Regions from separate parts of the Mus musculus genome. Here regions 1 and 3 are each linked to region 2. The links are chromatin contacts, called in public Micro-C and promoter capture Hi-C maps. All regions are on one chromosome and are shown on one strand. Each heading gives the region's core, a stretch centred on a gene start, on an enhancer-like site or on the middle of the called end of the contact. The rest is flanking DNA. Distances are from core to core; before and after follow the strand shown.

Region 1 (4,563 bases), core at 478-2,977, 1.6 Mb after region 2:
GTTTTGAGGATAGTTCATGGAATTTTTTTTTAGATAAAAAAATTTTAATAAGAACATTCTAAAAATCCACTACATGCAAAAGAGCTGCCTATAGAAAAAAAAAGGCTTTTCTTAAAACTTCCTGTTTAGCAACTGCTTTTCATCTCAGATTAACACCGACTAAAACATAATAAACTATAAACAAGATATATACATATGTATGAAAGCCTTAAAAACTGCAAACCTCTTAAAAAGACACTGTATTATAGACACTGTACAAAGAACATGGCAACTATAGAAAATGATGCTTTCTATAAAGTACCTAAAGGAGAAACTAAGTAGTTAACTTTCTGCACAGAATTTAAAGTAAACCAATTCTTATCTCAATCAATTCATAAGAAAACGTCTATTAGCAAAGTGTTTCATTTGTGAATACTCATTATATATTTTAAATACTCATATTTTAAATATATAAAACAAACTTACTGCTAGCAACATATTCGCAAAAATTCTTTTTTTTTTTATTTTAAGTTTATTTTTAAAAAAGTATTTGTACTGGAGCACTTAAAATAGTCTTCCAATGACATAAAAGGAAACAAAGGTTGAAGCCAGGAAAACAACAAAAGCTACCAGCGATGAAGGTGAAGCTGGTGCAACTGAAACCGACAGGAAGAGAGAACTAGTCAAAAGAATAAAAATAAATAAAGCCATTGCTAATATGCTATATGGCTCACTGCACTGGAGAAATGCTCAGGCATGAATGATATGCTGCCTAAAAAATGAGGACTTATGTAAGTGGAGATGGTTCATAACTTGGAGGGCTGTCTGCGATTTTTTTAAAAAATATGCAGGGATATTGTTGATTTTCATTATGATTGACAAAGGAGAGGCATACAATTTTCACTTAGTGCCCACAGCAGGGGTAATTACTCCTTTGTGGGTCAGTGAGTTTGTTTACAATAAAGACACGCTAAGTTCCCTGAGAGAGCAGGACAGGAATGGAGCTGAAATCTTGAGGTCGGCCAACCACATCAAGGCTTCTGGTGAAGTTACAAAGACCGAGGGGAGGAGAGAGCAGAGAGTGCAAGCCAAAAGGAGACATAAAGGAAGAACTCGGATAGATGGGAGAAGACAGCTACAATCGATAAGCTGTCACTGTCCTGGCAATGACAACACTGCCTGGGAAGTCTTTCCCTTGGCACCACCCACCAGTGCTCCCCTACCGGGAAAAATGCAAAGCTGCTTTTGCTCCAAAAGTTCCCACCCAAGAGACGCCGGTGACTTTTCGGTACCGGCGTGTAAGAAACAACACGCCTTGATGCAGAGCCTCGTGGGCGAGCTTCGGTGCTCCTGCCGTTGGCTCCAGCCGGCGTCTGGCTCTTCTTGCCTTGCTTTCCTTGTTTCCGCCAAGGAAACGGGAAAGACTCACCCGGGCGGGCGGCGGATCCTCTCCCGAGCCGCTACATCCAAGTCAGTGGGTGGGGCGGCAGTCGAAGGATGGCGGAGCCAGCCCGTCACCGTTTTCTCATTCCTTCTGCCTATCTAGGAGGCCCACCCCAACTTCCTGTGGCAGGAAGCCCCTGGATTGTCACCAAAAGCCGCCCCGCGAGTTCGGGTCTCAGGGCACCTGTTCCCCACCGTCCTTCCTCTCCCTCGGCTCCAGGAACCCTTCAGCCTCTCCACCAGCTTCGGGCTCCCAAAGGCCTCAGCTCGCCATCCCACCGCTACCGGCGCCGGGCAATAACTTCCGGGGTTACGCCCCCAAGGCCGCTTCAGGTTTGCGGCTGAAAAAGCTTCCGGGTCGGCCCGCGGGGAGCCGCCGTTCGTGCCGGTCCGTGCCACTTCGCGCGGCGGCCGCAGCTGTCTGGGAGCGGGCGACCGTGAGCTCGCGGGGTTTGGCGGCAGCCGAGCCCGACGCTAGCTATAGCAAGGACGGGGGTCGGGGAAGGGAGGTCGGCCTCCGCGGCTGCGTGCGCACGCGGCACGACCATGCGCTGGACTTGAGCGAGCGGCGGAGGCAGGCGCCACCGCCCCCCTCCTCCATAGCCTGAGAGCGGCGGCGCGCAGCGGGAGAAGATGGGGGGCGCCCGCCCAGTGTGAGCTCGCCGGGCGCGTCGGGCTCGCGCAGCGCTTCCCGCGGGCCTCCAGCGCGCATCCTCCGGCTCCCGCAGCCGCCGCCGCCGGCGGGTGGGTGGGGCGCCGAGTGGACCCGAGAGGTCACCCGCTCGGCGCGAGAGCCAGGTGGCCGCGACAGAGGAAGACCTGCAGATCTGGGGGGAATCGACGCGAGCCCGGTCCCGGCCGGGAGAAGTAACCGTAAGTTTCTGCTTCGCGGCTCGGCTCTGGCCGAGGCAGTCTCGAGCCTGCCTAGTTCACGCCCTTCCGCGTCTCTTGCGAGGGTTGCCCTGTCACCCCTTCTCTCCCCGTCCCCGAAGGAGCACAGCATCCTGTCTGCCCTACGGGGTTTCTCGCGCTCGCGAATTTGCAAGCCTCCCGGTTTCCGCGGCGCGTCCCATCCTCCACACACGTCTACATAGCCTTGTCCCTCTGTCCTCAAAAGATTCGTGCCCTCCTTCATTTTCTGTAGAACCCCGGACCTCACAGTCTCCGCAACCCTTGTTGGGACCTGGAAAGCCTTGGATTCCACTAACTCCGTGGACCTGAAATAGTGAGGAGCGACTAGGTTAAAAGTGCTCTGTAGGACTGTCATGGGTGGGGATAGGTGCAGATGGCACCACTGAACCTTTATTTGTGTTGCTTTTGCCACCCAAACAAAAGAATGAACGCTCCTCTGTACCCTCATTCCTCTACGTATGTGTGAACTGTTCGTACATTGATGTTTGAGTCGGAGGTAATTGAAGCTACAGCTGTAATGAAGCAGGTCTTGAAGAGTTTTTATTCTCACAAGCGTCATTCTTATGGAACGGCATGTTGAAAAATCTTTGGATTGAAAGACCCATTCAGGTTTACTAGTAAATGTGAAGACCAAATGTGAAAACATCTGGAGTTTTAGATAGTGTACTTTGGATGCTGTTAATTTCTTACTGTTTTGATTACTGTTTGACTAGGCTGTTTCTCGTTAAATTTTAGTTTGCATTTTTAGGTTGCTTTTGCAGAACTTTCCAGAAATTAGATTAAAATATAATTTTAATACTGTCAGTGATTAGACAGCTGTCAATGCATTAACTACTTTTTAAGGTACTATTAGAAAGCAAATGATAATTCTAAAAATAATGTTACTCTGTACGGTGTAGGTTCTGTTAATATTCTGTAAACTAAGGTAGTATGGTAACATTGGTGATTTTTTTTTCTTGGAAATTATTTCTTTAGGAACAATAAATATGTTTAGTCACCCCAGCAAGCCGTTTAGCAGTTTATCTTGGGCTGTAACTTTACACTTCACAGTTTAGTTTGAAGCAGACGCAGAAGATGTAGCTCCCACAGTCTGTCTGGAAATGGACTTTCCTTGGCACAGAAGCCCAGCACTGTGCAGACTTGAGGGCATTGTTGAAGGTGTAAAATCAGCTTCTGATGAAGAAGCTCTAAGGGTTTTCCTCAGGGAATGGCTAGCTGCATGGAACAATCTTTTTTGAAAATTCCACTAGTTTCTTTTATCTTTGGGACAAAGAGGAAAGATAGGAACAACATTTCCTACTTAATTTATTTGTTTTCTCAAAGCTCTGAGAATCTTGAGTTTATGCTATGTACGAGTCCTGAAGTCATGTATGCAGTCTTATAAACAGGTGCATGCTGAGCCATGGGGATAGAGTTCTGTTAGCCACTCTTTTAAACTCTTGCGGCACCCTCACTTCTGAGACGTGATTCCTTTCCTGGGTGTGCTCACTTGTGAAAGTGAAACACATATATTTATATAGCCTGCCTGTAGGTAAAAGATCAAAGTTATTTTCATATATGAGGAAATACAGTTGATGGAAAAGCATGAATAAAGTTTCTCTGATCTCCATGAATGGAGTGAAAAACTTTCCTCAGCGTTTTGAGTAATTTTCTTCCCTTTGAGGGTACATGCACCATTTATCTAGGTTATATTTTTAAGTGTTTCTTTCAAATATTGAGAGTCAGCTCAGAATTGTCTCAGCCTGGAGGAGTTTGTATATCATCCTAAAAATGCTTAGGTATCTAACTAGAGGAACAGTGATGTTTGGACTTTACAGTATCTTTTCTTTAGACTGCCTCTTTACTTTCCTGCTTCTTTCATTACCTCATTTCATTCAACCTTTACTGAACTGTGTGTGAAGATCAGGATTGATGCTCTGTCGATACAAGAAGAAGTGCATCAAGATTCCCTTTCTTGTTGAATTTACCAACTTTTGACTGATTCTGTCTAAATGCCTTGGAGGATTTTGGTTCTGCAATGAAACCACCTCTTCAGACTGAAAGTGATTGTATACCCCTGTTATTAGAAGGACTTACAGCCCAGTAGCATTTTGATACAGTTCAAACAGTTTCTCGGAGCCCCTAGCTTTTTTAGAAGCATAGCTTATGACTACTAACACTCTTCTCCCTGTGCTTCATTTGTACCCTAAACATTTCGTTTATTTTTAAAAATCAAAATCTGTTAAGAGC
Region 2 (4,270 bases), core at 1,337-3,836:
TTAATACCCATGATGTTGTAAGTTAGTATTTTTGCAACATAAAATTAATGCATTTGGGGGGCAAAATACTCAGATTCTACTTTCAAGTATAACGTCTAAGGACAAAGTTGTGCCCCATCTAGAATATTCTCTTAAGTTTCTCCTTTTGTTTCCAGAAATTTCGTAAATTTCAGAAATGTATATATATATTTTGCATATTTTGCCACAGCTTAATATTAAATGTTTTCCCCTACTAACCCTAGATATAGTGACACAAGTTCATGTTATTTTAAAAAACGGTCACAAACAATAGCTTTGTATGCATAGATTGTAAACTGGCTTTTCAAAGTTTAGAATATTAGAAATATTGGGAAGGTAAAAAGGATGTCACACCCATGCACGTGCAGGTACATGCACAGCACACATACACAAAGGCTATCACACCCATGCACATGCAGGTACACACACAGCACATGTACACAAAGGCTATCACACCCATGCACGTGCAGGTACATGCACAGCACATGTACACAAAGGCTATCACACCCATGCACGTGCAGGTACACGCACAGCACATGTACACAAAGGCTATCACACCCATGCACGTGTAGGTACACATACACAGCACATGTACACAAAGGCTATCACACCCATGCACGTGCAGGTACACGCACAGCACATGTACACAAAGGCTATCACACCCATGCACGTGTAGGTACACATACACAGCACATGTACACAAAGGCTATCACACCCATGCACGTGCAGGTACACGCACAGCACATGTACACAAAGGCTATCACACCCATGCACGTGCAGGTACACGCACAGCACACGTACACAAAGCATGCCGGCTGCAAACACTCACTACTGAGCCACGACACTGGGCCTGTGTCTCTCTGTACTCAGATCAGACATTTCTAAAGGAGACAGCAGTACAGCTGCAGATACATAGCGCTCTAAGGTTTTATCATTAGCTATTTTTTCAACTTTGTTGACTGGAAGAAGGCATCAGTGTTTGGATCTCTCTCCGTCTCTTTTTTCTCTTTGTCTCTATCTCTCTGTGTCTCTGTGTCTCACTCTGTCTCTGTTTCTCTCTCTGTGAGTTCAGTTGTAACTGCTAATTTTCTAATTAGTCTGACCAAGTGGTAAATGTCAATAAAACTTTTTTTCCTGCATGAAGCCACAGTTGGTGCTTTCTGTAATTACTGAGATATGGCTGTCAGGACCCAACATCCCTGCGTTTAAACTCTCTTGACTTTGCTATGGATTCCTGGCTCTCTCCTGTTAGGGGCTTGGCTTGACTAGCTAGCAGCTTTTTATCAGTGGCAATCTACCAAAACCCTGTAATGTGCTCAGCACAGGGCAGAACAAATCAGTGTTCTACCTCACAATTTAAGGAAGGCAGGGGGCTAGTTTTTGTTTTAAGATAAACATCTTTCGACAAAACACAAACTCCCCAAAACTTCCTTTAAACTAAACAGCATTGTCACACCCACAAAAGCTCCTATTACTTACCCAGCCAGATGACTCAAGATCACTAACGTTTCTTTCATAAGGACTTTGCTGGCCCATAATCAGTACACCAGGCCAACCCCCATCTTCCTTCACCCTCCCCTGGGAGACTGACGTTTGGAGCACCTCATTTATTAGAAAAAAAAAAAGACTGTTTTCTGCCGGAACTGTTTGTCCCGGGGCTTTTTAAAAAAGCCACTCTTAAGATCCTTTTCAAGTTCATTCACTGAAGTGGGGAAAGGAGGTGACAATAGGTTGTAAGTTTACCGATGACCAGAGTATCCTGCTGAGGAGTCACCCACAGTGACATTCCTGTCACCCAGAGACAGGGCTGAGGCAAAACGCAGGTGCCCTGACTTCTAGAAGTTCCGGGGTGGGGAGCATTTTCAGCTTTTGCACTGTACCCCAATAAAATGGGGCCTCTCCTGCCCTTTGGAGCACCCACTTTCCCTGCAAATTAAAACCAACCACCCCACGCCATAAAGTCTATCCTAAACCCGAATGCGTCCCCAAGGTCTTCGAGCACCTCGTCGGACACTCCCCAACATTTCCGGGTCGTGGGCCAACACGGACCGCACCGGGTGGACTGGCCCGCCTGCGGGCTGCGGTCCCGGAGCGCGCGGAAGGAGCGCGGCCGCGGCGGGCGGAGCGCGGGCGGCCGGGAGGGGGCGCCGCCCGGGCGCGGCGGGTCCGGGAGGGCGGCGGAGGCCTGGGAGTCGGAGTCGGATTCGGAGCCGGAGCGCGGCGCGGGGTCGCGCGGGGGTCCCGGGCGCCAGGCCTCCGGCGAGGGCAGTCGCAGGTCTCCGTGCAGCGCCGCCCCTCGGGCTGGGGAACTTGTCCCGCTCGCCCGGTCCGCAGCCGCCTGCGCCTCCTCGTCCGCGGACCCCCATCTCCGGCCGCGGCCGCGCGGCTCTTGCTTACAAAGGAGGGAAAATGCGGCGGGCGGCCGCGCAGCGCGGGGGCCCCCGGGCGGCGGGGATGGCGGCAGCCCCCGGCACCACGTAAGACGCCCCCGCGCGCCCAGCCTCGGCCCAGGCCCGAGCCCCGCAGCCTGGCGAGCGCTGCGCGTCGCCCGCGGCCCGCGAGGAGGCGGAGGCGGAGGAGCAGGACGAGGCGCCGCCTTCCCCGCGCCGCGCGCCCTCGCCCGCCGTTGTCTGCGCTGCGCTGCGCTGCGCTGGACCAGTTTCGCGAAGTTGCCGGGGCCCTACGCCGCCCAGATGTGCGACCTCATTGAACCGCAGCCGGCCGAGAAGATCGGCAAGATGAAGAAGTTGAGGAGAACTTTGTCCGAGAGTTTCAGCCGCATCGGTGAGTGTAGTCGACTGTCCCCAGTGTCCTGCGGGCGATCCCGGGGCTCGCTCCCTCAGTCCCCGCGCCCACTCCGTGCTCCGGGCACCAACCAGGCGGCTGCCACCTCGGGGTGAGCTGCGAACCAGGGATGAAGGAGAGGACTCCAGGCTAGGGCAGGGACCAGCTGGAGGGCCATCCCTCTGCCCCCAGGACCTGGGCTTCGTTCGTGGACTGTCTTAAGCCTCCAATTTGAGTTCCTCCTCCCCGCCAATAGTATCTTTGGCGCCCGCAGTGAACCGGAGAGGGAACACCCGGTCCCCACCGCCATCGGGTTTCTGTGGCCACCTAGGTTACTTAAAGCGAGTTGGTTTTAAGTGCTTAGCCAATAATTTAGCTTTGGGAATTGTTGAAACGTTGACATGTGCCTGATGTTGTTTAATGTACTCAACCTAGAGGAAGTGGGACAGATACCTTGGGACCTTTTGTTCCGTACTCCGGGTCCTATAATTGGAGGTTTGGGTGTTCGGTTTGTAGGTCTTGAAACCTTCCAGCTGCTGTGGTGAAGGGTGAGCTGTGAAGTTGTGGAGACATTTATGAATATGTCTCCTGAACTTGCTCCATTAGTGCAGTCCAGAGGCTATTGTCTTCTTTAAAAAAAAAATCAACCAACTTAACAGAGCATAAACACACAGCATTAACAAAACAAAACAAAACAAAACGCTCAAGGAATGTTTAGGATACTTAATGAATACATGCTATAGGCTGCAGCAAGATGACAGCTGTGTCCGGTGGAATGGGTTTGTTGAATCTTGAGTGTTGGTGGCAGAAAGTGCCTGTAAACCTGGAGGCATAGCTGCTACCTAAACTTTGGTCCTTAACTTTCTTTGATACAGGTAACTGTGCAAAGCAAGGGAATCCTATAAGCCCCAAGCCAACACATGGGAGTGTCCCAGCATACCTTCTGGCCTTTGGCTCACCTGTTATGTTAGTGAAAGTTAATTAATTAATCATAAGCTAATTCCTTAAAGCCCTGATGTGCCAGTGAGTGTCTGCAGTCTGAAGACAGTTTGCATGTATGGACAATGAACTATGAAAACATGGATAAATATTTAGTCAAGCTTATTATTATTATTATTATTATTATTATTATTATCAATTTTGTTTGACACTTTGCTTTTCCTGAGAACACTGTAAATCATGTGCAGAAGTCATATTAGTCGTGCCTTTACTTATTACATGCGTTGAATGTACACAGACTCATTTTTCTGAGTTAGGCCTGTGAGTGTGGAGTCCTACATTCAAGTGAAGTTTGAAGCCAAGAGGAGTGTGAGAGTGAGGTGTGGAGTCTGTGCATTATTAACAAGGATGTTTCAGGGCTGGACCCAAAACACCACCCAGGCGGGTTCTGGAGTCCATTAGGGCCTGTTCTAAAGCACATTAGCTAGATAGTTACTAATGCTAATGATTCCGTTGGAGCCCCTCCAGT
Region 3 (4,441 bases), core at 863-3,362, 1.5 Mb after region 2:
TAGGGATGGAGTTTATTTCTCATAGCCTAGCCAAAGGCACCCAACAACTCAGTGGATGGTGCACTCGCCAGTGCTTTCTGCTTGGAATAAGAGCATCTGGAAGTGCTTCCTGCGAGTCCTGTTTCCGTCTATTAATAACACATCTTAATTATTACAACCTTCCAATAAACCTTGTGTCTGATAGGGCAAGTGTGCTCACTCCAACTTTCCTTTCAAAGTGACGGTGATTATTCTCAGGCCTTGACGTTTCCACATGCGTTTTAAAATCAGTGTGTCATGTCTCACAAAACTTCTTGCTTGGATCTCAGTGAGAGTTGACCATATGGGGTTTAAGGCCAGAGTTCAAGAAGTCAGGTGTTTGGTTATCTTTATGCAGAAAAGCTCATCTTCTTTGTGATTTAAATATAATATGAAGATCTACTGGTTTATTTTAAGACTGGAGTTTTCTGTAGCCCAGACTGATGTGAACCCCGGAGCTCTCCTTTCTTAACCCCCTGCCTGGGCAGCTGGGCTTACAGCTTGTATCATCAGATCCCACTTTAATTGGAACCAATTAAAAGTGCTATTATGTATTATGGTATTATGTATGTTTACATTGTGGCACACAGAGAGTTTTTAAGAGCCAAAGCTTTTTAAAAAAACGAGGACTGTAGTGTTTCAGAGTGAGGATAAGTGAGCCCGAGACCAAAGCTTCCTTTCCACTGTCCAAGTTCACATGTCCAAGACTGAATCCATGACTGTGGCCTGGAACTCCAAGAATGCTTTTTCAATCCACATGCATGGTTGAGCCTAAGCCTGAGGTAGCATCTGCCTCCCCTAAATCACAAATGCTATGGACGCTGTAGTATAGAGCAGTGGTCTCACCCTTCCTACTGAGACGCTTTACTATATACAGTTCCTCACGTTGGGGTGATCCCAACTATAAAATTATTTTTGAGGCTACTCATAACTGCAATTTTGCTACTGTTATGAACTGAAATGTAAAAGACTGTTTTCCAATGATCTTAGGTGATCTCTGTAAAAGGTTCATTTGACCCCTAAAGAGATCCCAACACAAAGGCTAAGAATCACTGGTATAGAGGGATAGGACACCCCAAAGGAAAATTAGGTACTGGAAAAGCAAGTATGATGTCTTATACAGCTTCTTAGAAGTAATAGTTGGTGATATTACATGCCTTCTCCCCACAGGGAGAAAGAGATAACATCAAGACCTTAATATATGGTATTTTCCAATATGGTAAACACTAACAACATGTATCTTTTCCAATGAAAAATAAGTGAAATTACAAGGCAGCTCCCTAGTCATAGCCGTATGTATTTCCGGTGACTACGTTACTGAGTAGTGTAGACTGTTAACATCTTCATGGTAGTGAACCAGTGAACTTATTTGAAAACAGGTATCTGAAAAACAAGCTTTACCAGCCTAGCCCTCAAAGTATTCCACTGCCGGAGTTGCTATCAATTACCCAGTGAGATGGCTTGACTGCGAAAGGCGTTTGCTGCCAAGGCTGACAACAGGAGTTTGATGTCTGGGACCCACACGGTGGAAGCAGAAGGTCAAAGAGGACTCCAACAACTTGTCCTCTGACCTCCATATGTGAGTCCTCTTTCCCCGTGCACCCCTTCCCGCGCGCACATGTACTCTGTCCCACAAATGTTGTAAAGGCTGAAATATATAAATAACACTCTAAAAAATGTTTTTGAGAAAAATCTCCGTTCTCATGAGCATTAAGTTCTATTTAAAAACACATTGCCAATTAGATAAGCAAAAACGAAATCAAACTATTTTTTTTTTAAACAAGTATTAGTAGAGTTGAGGATACACGGTAATTTGTTACCTATCTGAACGATGTGGCCATCCAGGTAACTACAAGACTTTTTCAATGCTTCGACCGGTGTAGGGAGAAGAACGCTGAGCGGAGGCTAAAGCAGCCTGGGACAGAATGCAAATGCTAGAAGCGGTGGGCTGGGAGCATGAAGGGAGGGGGATGCGCACCTCTACAGTTGTTGCGAGATGCCCGAGATGCGGGATGCGGAGGCGGGAAAAGAACCTAGCCTGGGCTTAGCAGTCCTTAGATCAGTCCCGTGGAGCCTCTCTGTGGCTCTCCGAAGTGGGCAGGGGGCACGCCCGCGCGCGAATGTCTGTGATTGTGGCGATGGTGGTTGCGCAGGCTCCGTTGTGTCCCGCCTCCCTCTGGCGTTTATGAGCTGGCTTTGGTCGCAAGGGTTGCTTTAGGTGAGCCCTGCTGTCATTCAGCTGCCCAGCAGCCTTCTCTGGCCAGCTGTGGGGCAGTTTGCTGGTTGACTGTCCTCTCCTTAGGAGATCTTGCAGCCTAGCGATTTAGGTAATTTGAGGTGAGCGGCAGGACAGCACACACTTATCTAATAGTTTTCTTTGACTAGACATTAAGTAAATTTGGGTACTTACACATTTCTATTAAGCCCTCCCCCCCCTTAAAAAAGTTTTCAAACTTGTACAAAAACTACTTCTTTTTTAAAAATGTGTTTAAAATTTATGTATAGACTCTGATCCAACTGAATTTTGTCACATGCTATTTCAACCATCAGAGAATATTCTTCCCTTTCCCCCACATTCTTTACATTTCTCCTTTATGTTCCCATGTTTATCCACACCCATCCTTTCATCCAGTAACCGCTATATACCGTCTGCCCTGTGGTTTTATCTTTTCCAGAATGTTCCCTAAAAGGAATGCTAACCTTCTGAGTCTGGCTTATTTCAGTGAACTGGAACTTCATATTCGTGGTCATATTCATATAATGTTCATCAATTGTTTATTGTTGAGTAGCATCCTATTGCATATATGGATATACTTGTCTGCTCACTCATCAACTGAAGAAATTTGGGCAGTTATGAGTAAATACAGTTCACAGTGAAAATGTATCCTTTGAGAAACCCCGTAGAGAGTATACTTCAATCCAATGAAAGCTACATATGACTCATAGTCAATAAAATGCTCAATGGAGAAAAACGTGAGGCAATTCTATTAAAATCAGGGACAATATGAGGCTGGCCATTCTCTACTTCTATTTAAAATAGTGTTCAAGGTACAGCAACATGACAAAGAGAAGGAAATAAAAAAGATAGGACTGGGAAACAAGTCAAGTATCGCTGTCAGTTGGTGATACAATACTACACACAAGAAACCCTAACATATCATCAGGAAACTAGAGCTGATCTAGACTTTCAGCAAAGCAGCAGTATACAAGATTAACATAAAAATCCACTGCATACCAATGGCACACTTAGAGAAATCAGGGAATTGACAACAGTAAACAAACAATCCCAAAACCCATAGGTTCAAAGAAAACAAAGACTGAAAGACATCCCATGCTAATGGATAAGACTTAAAGTTGTGAAAGAAACTATCCTAATAAAAGCAATAGACAGGACCAATGCTATTCCAATCAAAATTCTCATGCCATACTCACAGAAACTGAAAAACAAAAATCTTAACATTGATATAGAAGTACAAAGATCACAGATATCCAAAGCAGTCCTAGGCAAACATAATACAGAAGGCATTACCATACCCAGTGTCTTAGTTATTGTTCTACTACAGTGAAGAGATACCATGATCAAGGCAACTTATGAAAGAAAGCATTAACTGGGGGCTTGCTAACAGTTACAGGGTGTTAGTCTACGACCACTGTGGTAGGAAACAGCAACAGGTGGTCAGACATGGCCACTAGCATGTGCTTACATGATATGTAAGCTGAGAACCTTCCATCTGATTCATTAGCAGGAGGCAGAGAGGGGACTGGGCCTCATACACCTCCTCCAACAAGGATTTATCTCCTAATTCTTCCCAAACAGCCTTACCAACTGGGAATCAAACATTCAAACTTGTGAGTCAAAGGGGCTATTTTCATTCAAACCACCACATCTGGTTTCAAGATATACTGCAGTCACATTAATACAAAATGGCATGGTGCTAGGTGATGGTGACACCTATCTTTAATCCTAGCAGAAAAAGGAAGCTCTCTGAGTTCGAGGCCAGTCTGAGTTCTAGGACATAGAGAAACCCTGTCTTGAAAACCCACACTAAACAAAAGCAAAACCAAAAAAAATTGTGATACTGGCATAAAAATGCATTTAAATCAGCGAAAGAGAAGACCCAGACATAAGTCACGCCATTACAGCCACTTAATTTTTAAAAAAGAAAACGGCATCTTCAATGAATGGCGTTGGGAAAACTGATGTCTACATGCATTAGACGGAAGTGACTTCACTATTTCTAACCCTGCACAAAAAACCCAGCTTCATATTGACTGAAGAATGCCACAGACAATCTGAAACTAGGAAAAAAAGTAGGGACTCTGTACACGATAGAGCTATAGATAAGGACTTTCCTCAGTGGGGCTCTGGTTGCTCAGGGTATATGGCCAACGACTGAAGAAAAAAGTGAGAGCTTCTGTACAG

What was found. Promoter capture Hi-C pulls out the DNA fragments that hold promoters and counts their contacts. A called contact is a pair of places that touch in the nucleus more often than the background predicts.
Region 1: a contact with region 2 is called in a Micro-C map of embryonic stem cells, with 5 times the contacts expected there. The contact joins the promoter of Krit1 here to the promoter of Cdk14 in region 2. A contact is called at or near these places in 1 of 39 promoter capture datasets (cranial neural crest) and 1 of 484 Hi-C or Micro-C datasets (embryonic stem cells).
Region 3: a promoter capture Hi-C map of hippocampal neurons shows a contact between it and region 2, with 9 times the contacts expected there. The contact joins the promoter of Lrrd1 here to the promoter of Cdk14 in region 2. A contact is called at or near these places in 2 of 39 promoter capture datasets (cranial neural crest and hippocampal neurons).

What each region holds. Positions count from the first base shown.
Region 1 is chr5:3,800,329-3,804,891 of GRCm38.p6, reverse strand. It overlaps Krit1 (KRIT1, ankyrin repeat containing), which reads right to left and starts at 1,727. Exons shown (of 17, transcript NM_030675.3): 1 at 1,409-1,727. It overlaps Ankib1 (ankyrin repeat and IBR domain containing 1), which reads left to right and starts at 1,768. Exons shown (of 20, transcript NM_001289527.1): 1 at 1,768-2,295.
Region 2 is chr5:5,378,567-5,382,836 of GRCm38.p6, reverse strand. Cdk14 (cyclin-dependent kinase 14) reads left to right here and starts at 2,586. Exons shown (of 15, transcript NM_011074.3): 1 at 2,586-2,802. The coding sequence starts at 2,712.
Region 3 is chr5:3,842,844-3,847,284 of GRCm38.p6, reverse strand. Lrrd1 (leucine rich repeats and death domain containing 1) reads right to left here and starts at 2,112. Exons shown (of 6, transcript NM_172879.3): 1 at 1,839-2,112. Krit1 (KRIT1, ankyrin repeat containing) reads right to left here. Exons shown (of 17, transcript NM_030675.3): 17 at 2,770-4,441.